Linked DNA regions of Mus musculus: region 2 is linked to region 1. Evidence: chromatin contacts called from public Hi-C data. All regions are on one chromosome and are shown on one strand. The core of a region is the stretch at or near the end of the contact, and the rest is flanking DNA. Distances in the headings are between cores, read along the strand shown.

Evidence for each region. Hi-C and Micro-C count contacts between places; a contact is called where the count stands out from the background.
Region 2: a contact with region 1 is called in a Hi-C map of the C2C12 cell line, with 2.5 times the contacts expected there. The contact joins two enhancer-like sites. A contact is called at or near these places in 3 of 484 Hi-C or Micro-C datasets (the C2C12 cell line, cortical neurons and nephron progenitors) and 1 of 115 datasets of contacts at active chromatin or transcription factors (vascular smooth muscle cells).

Annotation. Positions count from the first base shown.
Region 1 is chr6:117,499,705-117,506,623 of GRCm38.p6, reverse strand. 6820426E19Rik (RIKEN cDNA 6820426E19 gene) reads right to left here. Exons shown (of 3, transcript NR_152214.1): 3 at 6,546-6,919. Among named protein-coding and RNA genes, the nearest start is that of 6820426E19Rik, 7.9 kb to the right of the region's middle. Within about 2 kb of position 1,278, at least 19 of the 459 cell types and tissues checked have an H3K27ac peak or open chromatin away from gene starts, as enhancers often do. A contact at or near this core is called in the C2C12 cell line, where this site is marked.
Region 2 is chr6:117,647,312-117,653,634 of GRCm38.p6, reverse strand. No RefSeq gene overlaps it. Among named protein-coding and RNA genes, the nearest start is that of Gm9946, 91 kb to the right of the region's middle. Within about 2 kb of position 2,889, at least 9 of the 459 cell types and tissues checked have an H3K27ac peak or open chromatin away from gene starts, as enhancers often do. A contact at or near this core is called in the C2C12 cell line, where this site is marked.

The DNA of each region.
Region 1 (6,919 bases), core at 29-2,528:
AGAAGTTCCACATGGCTGCTTCGTTTAAAGCCGGTGTTACTGTACTTGGGATTTTTAATGTTTCTGTCATATTTATCACTAACTTGAACCCGAGAGCCATTTAAAAATGACTCCTTATTGTTGGGGTTGGAAAGGAACTGACTCTGTATTAGCTACTTTTCTTACCGCTTTGACAAAATACCTTCTTAGAGAAGGAGGATTTATCTTGGCTCTGTCTGAAGTACAGTAGTACATCATGGGCGTAGTCATGGAGGCAGAAACACAAGAGGACTTAGGGGGCTGTTACAGCAGCAGAAGCCCAGGTTACATCGGATCTGCAGTGAGAAGCCAGAGAGCACAGGATGCTGGTGCTCAGATCGCTCTCTCTCCTCTTTGTTCAGTCCGAGGCTCTGACCACAGTATGGAGATGCCCACACTCAGGATGTTTCTTTCCTCTTTGCTCCAACCTTTCTGGAATCACTCTTAGGCACACCCAGAGGTGTATTTTCATGGCCATTCTAGGTTCAATGAGGCTGATGCTGAAGATGAATCAGCTCAGCCTCTTGATCTGGAATCAGTAAGGTTGGCCATGCGTCCTGAGCTTTCATGGCCAGGGCTAGAAAATATTAGTTCCTTTAAAGCAATGATGAGACTTGCATCTCTGAGTGTATGACCTGGGGCTAGCCCCTGTAGCCTGATACTAATGTGCTTGTCTTACAGATGCTAAAGGCTGTATGGTGAGAGACAACCCCATAATGAGCTGGCATGTAAAGTTGGAATATCATTCCATACAGTCGACTTGTTCATTCAGGGAAGATTGGCCCCAAGGGACTTTCATTAACAGCAAAGCCACCAGGGCTGAACCAGGGCTCTGTCACTACAGGGCCTTTCTGAGAGGAATCTCGTGGTGGATCATTTGTGGATAAGGTTGCAGTGGGGGTGGAAAGGTATTTATGTGCTGAAGATTTACAGGGTAAGAAAGCCACATTGTCATCTGAAAGAAGACAAATGGCAAATTTCTGGAGCAACAGGCCTCTGGGGGCTAATTCAGGAAGCTCACCAGTGACTCAACGTGTCAAAGGTCAGCTCTGTGCTATGAAATGAAAATACAAGTTCTTTTAGCATAAACAATACAGGGACAGTCTCGAGTGTCCCAAGCCATCAGTCACATCAGACACATTCTGTGCCCTACAAGATGTCCCCATGAATCTATACCTGCAGGTCAGAGCATACTTGAGCAGAAGAGCTGATTAGACAGTGTAGTCACACAGTTCCATCCAGGTATGCACCCTGCTTAGAACTAGGGCTGATGACTTCCAATGAGCTTCTCAGAGATAACCAGGCTGTGGCTGCTGCGTGCTGCTTCCCTTGCATGGTCTAACAGGGACCCTGAAACTTAAGCATCTCCAGCCTCCTTTGGTTTTGTTTAGGTCGTTGCAAGAGAGCGACCGCAATGATGCAGCTCACACTCCGGCTGTGGTTTGAGCTGGGACGGGGACAGTGAGCACCTGGGGTTCCCATCATGCTACCTCACTCTTGCTAAGGACCACAGAGTCCGAGCATCTACAGATCCTCTCGGTGGGTGGTGCGAATCCAATAGAAGACATATGTAAGGCAGAACAGGAAGGGTCTGCGTCAGAAGCACATGGTGCATGGCGGATGCATTGCAGTTCCCTTACTCTGCTCTGAGCAAGGGAAGGCTAATAAGGCCACGTGTTCAGGAATGTGTGGCCTTGTCTGGTTGATTCATCTCTGTCTCCTGGCTCCAAGTCTAGTAACCGACGTTCAACCAGTGTAAGTTGGACTGTTTCCTCATCGTTTTTCTTTTTTCTGTAAGTTAAAGGTTTTGTTTTTAAAAAGTTTTCCTTAGTGTATGGAATATTGGGTTTCATTATGACATTTCCATACATATATCCTGTACCCTGCATTCACTCACTGCTCCTGCTTCCTCTCCCTCCTCTCCACAGCTCCATGGTCTTCTTTCTCCTCCCAAATAGTTTCCCCATGCTTTCATGGTGTGTGTGTGTGTGTGTGTGTGTGTGTGTGTGTGTGTGTGTGAGTGCACACATGTACACGGATGTGTGTGATGTTGTATATGTGTGTCTGTGTCTCTGTGAGCGTAATTAAATCTAGATTCTGCATGAGAGAAAAATAGAACTATCTCATTTCCTTATTAACCTCAAACCTCTTCCCCCGCCTTTTAAAGTTCTTCCGCCTCCATCATAGTCCCCGCCCCTTTAGCTTCACGCCCCATGCATGTTTATAAATATATTTAAACTTACATTCTGCCTATGAGAGAAAGCATGAGGCATTTACCTTCCTGAGTCTGGAGTCTGCTTCCATGATGGTCTCTAGTTCTAACCATGCTCCTGTAAATTGCATAACTCCATTCCTTTTATCGCTGAATGGAACTGCCACATTTTCTTGTGCACCTACCAGTTGGTGGGCATTTAGCAGCTCCCACATATTGGCTCCTGTCAATAGTGAGGCAACAAAACGGATGGGCGGTGATTGTCTCCCGCGACCTGCTGATAAAATCCCAGGGGTGGGAGAGCTGTGGCATAAGGTCATTTTATTTTTCCTTTTTGGGGGTTGGGAGGGGATGAACCTCCATACTCATCCCCCATGGCAGCTTCATCAGTTTATAATCTCACGAGGTGAATAAGCTCCTGCCTCCCCGTTTCCTCTCCAGCGCTTCTTCCCTTTGTTTTCCTGAGGTTGGACATTCTGATTTGGGAGAGATGGAATATCAAAGCAGTTTTAAACTGTGTTTCCCTGATGGTGGAGGATGCCCAGCACTTTTTAAGTACTTATAGGCCATTGCATTTCTTCGTTTGAGAACTATCTAGGGATTGTATTGCCCCAATTTTTGACTGAGTTGGGGATTTAGTATTAATATTTGCATCTATGTATATATTTGTGATATTATTGTATCTTTGTCTTTCTTGCAATTGTTTCCTTCACCATGCAGCTTTTAAAACTCCATGTAAGCCCTTTTACCAACCCGGGGAACGGTTTCTCCAGCTCTTTGCAGAAAGCCCTTGGTTATGCCTGTGTACTAAAGTGATTTCTTTGTGTTTTCTTTTACAAGTTTCTTACATGAAAGTCTGATCAGTTTAGGTTGGTTCTTGAGTAAGGTGTGAGATATAGATCTAACTTATTTTTCTGAACATGGAATGCACTTTTCTTTTGTTGTTGGTATTTGTTTGTTTGAGACTTTGTTGTTGTTGCTGTTTTTGTATAAGAGCTCTGGCTGTCTTGGAACTTGTTCTGTAGATCAGACTGGCCTCAAACTCACAAAGATACCCCTGCCTCTGCCTCCTGAGTACCAGAATTAAAGGCACATGCCACCTCTACCTGGGCAGAAATACGACTTTCTAAGAACCATTTACCAAAGAGGTCATCTTTCCTCCAAAGTGTAGTCTCGAAACTTTTGTTGAACATTCGGTGGCTTTCATTGTGTGTATTTATTGCTGGCTACTCTGTGCCTTGGGTCTACCCATCTGGATTCGTGCAAGTCCCGTGATGATTTTATCACTGTGTGTCTGTAGTATAATTTGGCATCTTTCTGATAAGCGTTGCCTGACTATTTGAGGTTTTCTGCGCTTCCTTTGTATTTCTGGATTTCCCCCGATGCTGTGGAGAAGGCTGCTCTCACCAAACGTGGCTTCCCTTTTCTCTTAGGTAGTTTTGCTAGGAGTTTCCTAGGTTTTTTTTTTTCTTCAATGTTTTGTTTTATTTTTCCCTCTTATCATTATTATTTCTTTGCCTTGTGCTTTTGGGTGTGGCTTATTCTTTTTCTAATACCTTGAGATGCATAGTTATTTATGTGGGACCCTTTTAAATTTAAATCTAACCATGTATAGCCACAGTCTCTTAGAACTCCTTAGCTGTTCCCCCAAAGTTCTGATACGTTGTGCTTTTGCTTTCACTTGATTATAAGAATTTATTCTTTGTTTTGGTTTATTTTGCTTCTAAATACAATCTCGTGTAACCCCAGCTATTCTCACACTCACCCTGCAGCTCAGGCCAGCATAACTCTTCCTGATCTTGACGTTTTACTCCCCATCTGCTGTGAGCACAGCTCTGCACTCTACTGCTCTGCTTGGCTCTACAGACTTCAGGATTTACTCCCCTTTGTCTCCAGTAACCGCTGGCCATTCAGGAGTATTTCTTGGGTTCCAAGTATTTTTATCATTTTGTGGTTTCTCTTGTTATTCAATTCTAGGTTTTTTTTTCCTACTATGATCAGATAAAATACACGAAATTATTTTCATTCTTCTGTTTGGCCATGTCTTTCTTGTGGCTGAGAATATGATCTTAGAGAATTTTCTGTAGGCTATGGAGAAGACTGTATACTTGGCCAAAGTTGAATGTGATCTTCTGGGAATGTCTGTATGTCCATTTGATCTATAGTATAGTTTGTTCTAAAGTACCTTTATTTTTAGCTTGGATAACTTATTTAAAGATGAGAGTGGGTTTTTGAAACCATAAACTATAATTGCATCAGGACCTGCTTAATATTTTATGATCATTTCATGTTCATTTATGTGCATTTCCTTTTAGTAAATTGGGAGCCCCTTGTTTAGGGCAGGCTACAATAGTTACATCTTGTTGATGTATTATTCCCTTTAATCATGAAATGGTCTACTTTATCTCCTCTGATTTTTTGTTTGAAGTCTGCTTTATCATACTCCAGAGTGGCTATGCCATTCTGAGGTTGTTCACTTGATGTTTTGCATTCTGTCCTGACTCTGTCTGTGATTGTTTTATCATTGAGGTACATTGGTACGAACCGTATTTGCATCTTGTTTTAAAAAATTTATTATTTTAATCTGTGTCTCTTACATGGGACTTAAGGACATTTGTATTTATCCTAGGGTGGCTTCCTAATTCCTGTAACTTGGTTGGTTGCTTTTCTGATCTGTTGGGTCGTTATTTGCTCTTTTCTTCCTCTAGGTTGGTATTTAGGTGCTTTCTGGCTTGCTGTGCTGGGTGTGGTGTGGTCTATTGTATCTCTTCCTTTTCCTCTCTTCCTTTCAAGGCATTCCCTGTGGTTTAATGGCTGAAATTGTTTTTCTTCTTCCATTTGTTCAAGAGTAGCGCCCTTTGAGTCATACAAAGTCCAATTGAGAAGAAGGCTTTCAGAATAGATACTGGGTACCCAAGTGATGGTAAGAGGTGCTGGAACTCAGTGGCTTTAGAAGGAGCTGAAGCCTTCTGCAAGGTCTTTCAGGGCCTAGACCCCATGGTCATTCTTTGGAAGCAAGAGCCTTGGCTTGTTGGGCAAAAGCTGCGGGAAAGCTGCTGAAGATACTTCATGGCTATGAGGGACATGGTGATGGGGGAGCTCTTAGCCTCCCCTTTCTTATATCCTCTCCATTAGCACCTTTCTTGGATAAGTTCCCCTCAGAAATCAATTGGAAAACATTTTTTAAAAGTGTGTTTTGTCTGAAATCGATGTATTAATTTCAGCTTCCTTATAGTGGCTGGTCACATGACATGTACTTTCCATTCTTTAAAGTTTAGCCAATTTGTGTCTTTGAATCTGGAGTATGTTATTTGGAGCCAGGTATGGTGGCACACACCTGTAGTCCCAGCACTCAGGAGATGTAACTTAGAGGATCACCAGTTCAAGACTTGCCTAGGCTACATAGCAAGAGTCAATACAGCCTGAGCTACAAGACAAAGTGTGCTGTCTGTAGGAAATAAACATAAGTTGGATCTCATTTTCCCATCTTATCTGACAGTCTCTGCTTTCTGATTACCTAATTTTATTATTTATAGAGTTGGGTTTGTGTCAACCATTTTGATTTTGTTTTTTTTTTTGTTTTTACTTAGATATTGTGTTTATTTTGCTCCTGGCTTAGTATACAGAGGAACACAATATAAGTTATAGATTTGGGGTGCAAAATGTAATGTTATACCATTTTACTCTCCTTCAAAGTCTTCACCACATTTAACTTAGCACCTCCTGTGTACCTTGTAGCCTGTGGTGATCCACTCTTAGAGAGAGAACAGAAAGAAAGCCATCAATGTTGTGTGCCCTTAACAGAGGAAGAGAAACATCATTCCGTCAGAGAATCACCAAGCAGCAGGTCAGCCATTGCTTTCTCTAACTTGCATTCCTTCAGAAACCTTTCCTAAGATCACTTTGGGAGCATTAAGAAGTTGGTACCTAAATAGCAAGGGAATTCTCCTTGGTCTGTTCACCACTGCCTATGAGGACCAGAAGGGTAGCTCTTACTCTAGAAGAGAGAACTGCAATCTGCCCAAAGCCATTTTCCCCAGATCCAACACTAAGGCCCCCATCCGAGGCCTCCCACTGTGGGTTACTGTTTTCTTCCTGAAAGGCACAGGCTTGTGGTAAATGATAACACAGAGGATAATAAGGCAGAGTGGAAAAGGGACTCACGATATTCTAAAGTGGATACATGTGGCACGCAGCGTTGGGTTTCATTAACACCTCCAGATAAACCAAGGGAAGTTTGTGAACAGGACAAAGGGGACAGTGTTGGAAGATAGACTTTAAGTGTGTGTCACAATTTAACAGCAGCATAGCTGGTGGGTTTTAAAAACATCCTTTATTATGTGTCTATAAAATATGTAACATGTTATATATTTTACATACATATTGTTTTGGTATACAAAACAAAACAAAACATTTAAAAAGGGTTAGCGGGAAGGAGGATGGAGGAAGATGGTGGAAACCAACGCAGTGGAGGGTTGAGTTCCTTGAGAGGATGCAGTGTTCCCTCCAGTTTTACGAAGCTATGGTGAGTGAGTGATGGATGGAGACCTGGACCTCATCTATGTTTTATTATTTATGTAGTGTAGTAAAGAATTGGAGAAAAATAATGTAGCGTGTCAGGGAGAGTTCAAGACCTAGAATGGACCATCTGAAACACGATCTGACAAGAGGACACTGTGAACCCAGTCC
Region 2 (6,323 bases), core at 1,640-4,139, 150 kb before region 1:
ACACAAATATTTCTAAATATCAAGGTAGTTGGTCTTTGGAATGCAAATGCGTACTTTTAGGATTGGATTGAATTGCCTTAGTCATGCTTAGAATAGAGTCAACATTCCCTTGTGGATCTAGAGACCCACAGGGAAGTAATTTTATATACTTTTTATTTATTTGTTCCTTCGTTAATTTTCTCACGTATTTATTGAGGTACTGGGACCCAGCATCTCTAGCACGCTAGGTGCACCCCACCACTTGGTCAGTATTGCTCAACTGCAAGTTGTGAAGGTTGAAGTTGCTTGTGTTCCTTTTTGAAAAAGACATTTTAATTTGCTTGGGTTTGTCACAGCTGGCTCGCCCCTTATCAAAAACAATCCCGTAGAACATTGTTCTGTGGCTGCTTTTCCTGCCCCCAAATGCCGACTTCAATTATTGGGCAACTCTATTCCATCCTGCCAAGTTAGGACAAGGCAGTGCCTGGGGAGAGCGAAAGCAGTGTCCTGGACTTCGCCTGGGACGGGATCCAGGAGGCTTATGGGAAGAAGTTTGTTTGGAAATGGACCTCATGGCCCACTGTGATTTCATAACTCCGAGGGCCAAGCCCCATGTGGTTCAAGCCCTGAGTGAGCTGCGGTCAAACGAACACAGTCAGCTACTAACAGTTATTTCAAACAGAAAGTGGAAACTGTCCTTTAATGTCCCTCTTTGTCCTTGACTGCTCTGAGGTTGGTTCTCTGTGTTGAACCCTTTTTAGCCCCGCTCTACTCTATTTCCCCAACCCAAAGGAGCCTCCTTCGGGTCCAGAGTCGTAGTGGTTTATCCCAGCTTCTAAACAGTGTTACGGGGCTGTGGAGATGGACCAGTGCTTAAGAGCGCACACTGCGTTTACTGAGGACCTCGGTTCAGTTCTCAGCAGGTCACAGCGTGACTCCAGCTCCAGGGATTGAACCCGCTTCTGGCCTATGTGCTTTTACACGTACATACACACACATACATCACACACAGACACACACACACACACACACAGACACACACACACAGACACACAGACACACACACACACACACAGAGAGAGAGAGAGAGAGAGAGAGAGAATCAAAAATAAAATAAATCTTAAAGAAAGAGAGAGAAATTCTTAGCTTGCAGGCCTATAATTCTAGCATTGGGGAGGGTAGGCTAGGCTACACAAAGCTCTGTTTCACTCCCTCCACCCGCCAAATGAACAGAACAAAATGAAACTCTAGGCTAGGGGGCTAAGCCTGCACTGGAGGAAGCAGAGCTGTTCCTGAACAGGTAGAAGGAAGGGCTGGGCTGGTGTTTAGCAGTCTTTCCCACATGCTGGTTTGGATGACTCTCAAGACCTCTCTATTTCCCCTTAGGTGGAGCTTGCTATAATCACAGAGAGCCCTTTCCAGCCTGCCCAGAGGAGGCTGGGCTCTCCCTTCCCAGAGGTTTCCTAATGGGAGCCAGCAAGCAGTGGTGTTTTTAAGAGTACTCACTCGCCACCTCCTGCCACTCCCGTGTTTCCTTTACCCATCAGATTCTTTTCAGTGCTATTTGCAGATGAAGGTTCTAGATAACGTAGAAGGAATTCCCCAGTTGCACTTGAATAGCTGTGGGCAGTGTGTAGTTGCTCAGGGAGCTCACTGACTTTGCAAGGAGGAAAGAAGACAAAGGCACAGCCAGTTTTCCTGTGGATAAATCAAAACAAGGACAGTTTGAGAGCCAAGGAGGGAGAAACATCATTTCAACCTCTGGCTCCTTTGTCCTCCTTGGCTCTCTGGCATTGGCTTCATAGTGCAGTTAGGGCTGAGACACAGGAGGTATGGAGACTCCTGTCATGTTGTTGTTCCCTTCAACCAGGGGAAAGGCTGGCTCCAGCCAGTGGAAGAACAGATGCACTCTGCTGAGAAATTCATACGTTTGTTTTAACCCTTCCGTTAAAGATGTGTGAGAGATGTTCACAGCTCATGGTGGGCAGCTCCAGCATGCTGCCTTCCCAAGTGGATCGGACGGGATTGGCATTTTGTACTGGACCCTTCCCCAGGGTTTATGTCACTTACTGTCACTTACTGCTGTCCTGCCAGGTGACTCATCCTACCACCCGTGCTTCTTGGATGAACAATCAGGTACAGAGTAAGATTTTGTCCAGAGTGACATGGTTGGGAGTCGGGACTCAAACCCAGGAGTCTAGACTTCCCGCCCTCAGCTCTATCACTGTATGACCAGGGTTGATCCCATACTGAGCTACATGAAGGTGCACTGGTCACTGACACCATTGTTAAGTGTATTTATGTCACCATGGCCTTGTAATTAAGAGACTGATTTGGTACCATCAAATGTGTCTCCTTGGTCCTCTTTGGCTTTGATGTGTTCATTGTAATTCCAATAAAAATCTGGTGGCTCTGGGGCCTCACCATGAGGCTTGAGGGTTTTAGGTTCTGTGTGTCTGTTTTACTGTTGTGAACAGTATGGGGGTACGGGGGAATAGGGGAGGTGGACCCAGGCCACAGATGAGCCTTTCTCTAAGGTGGTTGGGTGTGTTTTCTTGTAAACTACACCTGCAAAATAGTAAGATTGAATAATCTAAAAATTCACAATAATACAGCTTTACAATCTCACCAGTAATATTCTTGCCACAAGAGAATTATGTTGATTTGATAAAATGAGATAAATATGACCCATGCTTGGTCTTTTGTTTTCTTTTGTCCTTTTCTTTCTTTCTTTTTTTCTTTGTTTGCCTAAAGAAAAACCCCAAACAACAACAAAATCAACAAACAGCCAGAATCAGTACATCTGGCTCAGCATACATAGTTCAGAAGCTGATAGAGCGAGCGGATACTCAGTAAATGATAGCAGCTGTAAAGGAGAACTCACTCATCTGGCTCACCTCTCATCCCAGGCTAAGCCTGCTTGAGTAATTCCTCACTTGAAAGGAGTTAGAAAGAGTTCTGACTAATACACACCACAATAAACCATAAAACCCAAGGACTTTAGTAAAAGCCCGACTTTCCCACATGTCTTCACATAATAAATGCTCCCAAGTCAGTGAGAGCTCGAGCAAGAGCAAGAGCAAGAGGGAGAGCGCAAGAGACAGAGAGCAGACCCCTGCCCCTCCTAGAGCTCCCAAGACTTTCCCCAGCTTGGATGCCTGGGGCCTCTGAACTGCTAGATGTCTGACTACTGACCATCCCTTTCCAGCTCTGGTCTTTAACCAGAACCTGGGAGCTCAGCCACAGCCCAACCTTGGTCCTACTGAGAAAAGCTGTACCTTTTTTAAACCCCAAATTAAGGTCTTTTAGTTTTTCCTTAGTTTTCTTCTGCAGGACATAATCATCAGCAATAAAACACGCTTTTACGTTGTCCCCAGCTAGACACCAGCCAACAGTTCTTACCTAGGAGAGACCAGGGGACTCCTGTAAGGATCAGCACATCAAAAGTAGATTCTCTCGTTATTAAAGAGTATTTCAAGTACAAATCAAGGGCCTGTTTCATACGTGTCATCAGATTGTTGCAGATAGACCAGACCCACTGGTCATATTTTTTTCTTGTGTTCTCCTAAGAATGAGAGCTTTCAGCTAATTATGTGAGGCTGATTTTTCCTCATTCTTCTAAGCAAAAGGGAGGGAATAAAATAAGGAAAGGAAAAGGAGAGAAGGAGGAAGAAATAGGAAGCAGGAGGGAGGAGGAGGGGAAGGAAGACAGATGGTGGTGGTTTGTGGGAAATTCCAATGATGGCATCTCCATCTTTGGCAGTAGGGTGGACTAACTATCTGAATAAATTACACCAAGATACAATACCTAAATATGTGGAATCTTCCATGCACCGTGGTGCACATTATAACCCCAGCACTTGGAGGATGACTCCCAAGTTCAAGGCCAGGTATACATAGTGAATTCTGCACAGCTACATAGATTCTGTCTTAAAACCTACTCAAAAATGAATAAATGCAAAATTCTGTATAAAACACATTAAGAATATTTTAAATGTATTGTCAGTGACACACGGAAGCAGAGCATGTCCTCAGAGGATACATCGTGAGTCTGGTCACATCAGGAGAAGCAAGCAGGCTGTATCCACTGCTTGACCTGGAATAGGTGAGGACTGGCACTCAGCATCCTTCCTCAAGTGCAGGACCTACACTTTGGATTTTTATGGACTTCACAGTAGGCTGTAGAAAGATCTTAGGGTCTCGTTAGAAAGCACCAGATAAAGCTGGGATTTGGAAAGAGGAACTTCAGAAAGAGCCTAGAAGATGCCCAAGGCCCACAGCAGCATTCCTCAATTGACCCTTGGATGGAAGTGTCCTGTGTTTGCTGTTGTGGGTGTTGCTCACTTGCAAAGTGCTCAGCGGCTAGTGGAACTAAGCTTGCAATAGCAGTTAACTTAAATTTAACTTTGCATTGGTGCCAATGAGACAAGGCCAGACGGTCACCCAGTTTCCCAGCTTTCCTGGTACAGTCACAGCCTATGCTGACATTTTGAAAGCCCTGGGGACCACAGAGTAGAACATGCTTACTGTTGGGCTTCTGCAAAAAAAATCCCTCCTGATTTGGTCTTGCTTTTGAGTTTAGGGAAGAAAACCACAAATCATTCCTTAGGTTCAGCATGCAGTAAGACAGAAAGGGCTTTAAACAGCACAGCTATAACCCAGGAGAAACTAGGAGACCGTAACAAACTAAACTGAGATTCAGAAGATGGCCAAGACAATAAACATGATGAAGAACCTTACAGCAACAAATCTGAAATCAAGTGAACAGGAGAGAAAAAAACCCCAAGACCACATCAACCCATGTTTATGAAAAAACACAAATCCTTTGTTAAAAAGAAAAATCTAGCCTTAAGGAACACAGTTAATTTCATTAGCCAGTTTGATTGGTTGCTGAAGGAATTGAGAATTCTGATTTTATAAAAGGTCTTTAAGAGGTTCTTAAGATGAGAAAACAAATTAAGATGTATATCCAAAGCAACTCAAAATAGATTAAAATCCATATTTGAGACCTCAAGGAATAAAATAGCTGAAAGAAAAATTTTGGAAGATATATTTTTTTTTCCTGGAAAAATCTCAGGCACCAAAAAGCAAAGATGGGCAAATGGTCAGATGAAGAGCTGTCTGCCCAGCAAAGGAATAGTCGGCAGAGCAGAGAGGTGCGGTGCTCCTTTAGAACCCAGCCAGAGAATAGGAGGCACTGGACATGTTAGCTCATGAAGAAGTGAAGGAAGCCATGCGGTCAAAACCAAGAAAGCAGTCCAACTTTAAAGAGGCACTGATGAAGAAGTTAGTAAATGCCAGTGGGATGCAGAAAAGCACATCAAGTTAACGGGTCTCATTTCCAAATTTCAAGCACATACACTGTGTTTTGCTCACACACAGGACTTGTAGAAGAATAGGTATGGCTGAATACGTATATGAATTTCTGAGACTGGGAAAAGTTTCTCCCATCTGTAGATCATCTATTTACTTACTTGATTGATTTCTTTGCTATGGGGGATCCTTTTAATTCCATACAGTCCCTTTGGTCAATTCTTGGGGCTACTTCTGCTGTGGTTGGGAGCATCTTTAAAGGTCTTGCCCAGGCCGGTATCATAGAGTGTTTGCTCTATGTCCTTCCAGTAGTGTTAGTAACTTCAGGTCTTACGTGAAGGATTGTGATCCATTCTTTGTGCGTTTTTGTGCAGTGTGAGCTATTGGGTTTGGTTTCATTTTTCTACATGTAGATGTCCAGTCTTCCTAGCACCCTATGTTGTGGAGGTATCTTTTTTTTTTTTTTTTAAACTGATGTGTATTTTTGATGCCTTTGCCAAAGATGAAGTAGATGTTGCTGTGTTGGTTTATTTCAGGTCTCTGTATTCATTATTATTGTTTTTCTTATTCCTTTGATAGAACACCTAACAAAAACAATTCAAGAAAAGAGAGCACAGAGCCTTGTATGGTGGCTGGAGCAAGCCTTTGATCTCACCTCTTGGGAGGCGGAGACAGGCAGATCTATGTGAGTATGAGACAAATCTGGTCTACATAGTGGGTTCCAGGACAGGCAAAGTTATATAGTAAGACTGACCCTGTCTTGAAGGAACCAAAAACAACAAAAAGGAGGGTATTTTTAACTCCCATATTGAAGCTAGTCTTTCACTGTAGGGAACTGAGTCATGGTGGCAAGAGTGTGAGGCAGTTCGTCAGGAAGCAGAGAGGGAGGAAAGATGGTGCTTAGCACTCTTTTCTTCTGGACTGGGTACCAGTTACCTGTGCCCAGTTTAAAGGGTCATCCATATGTTTTTTGGACAAGCACAGCATCTTTGGGTAATTGAGACCATTGGTGGCTAACGTGGACAGTAGAA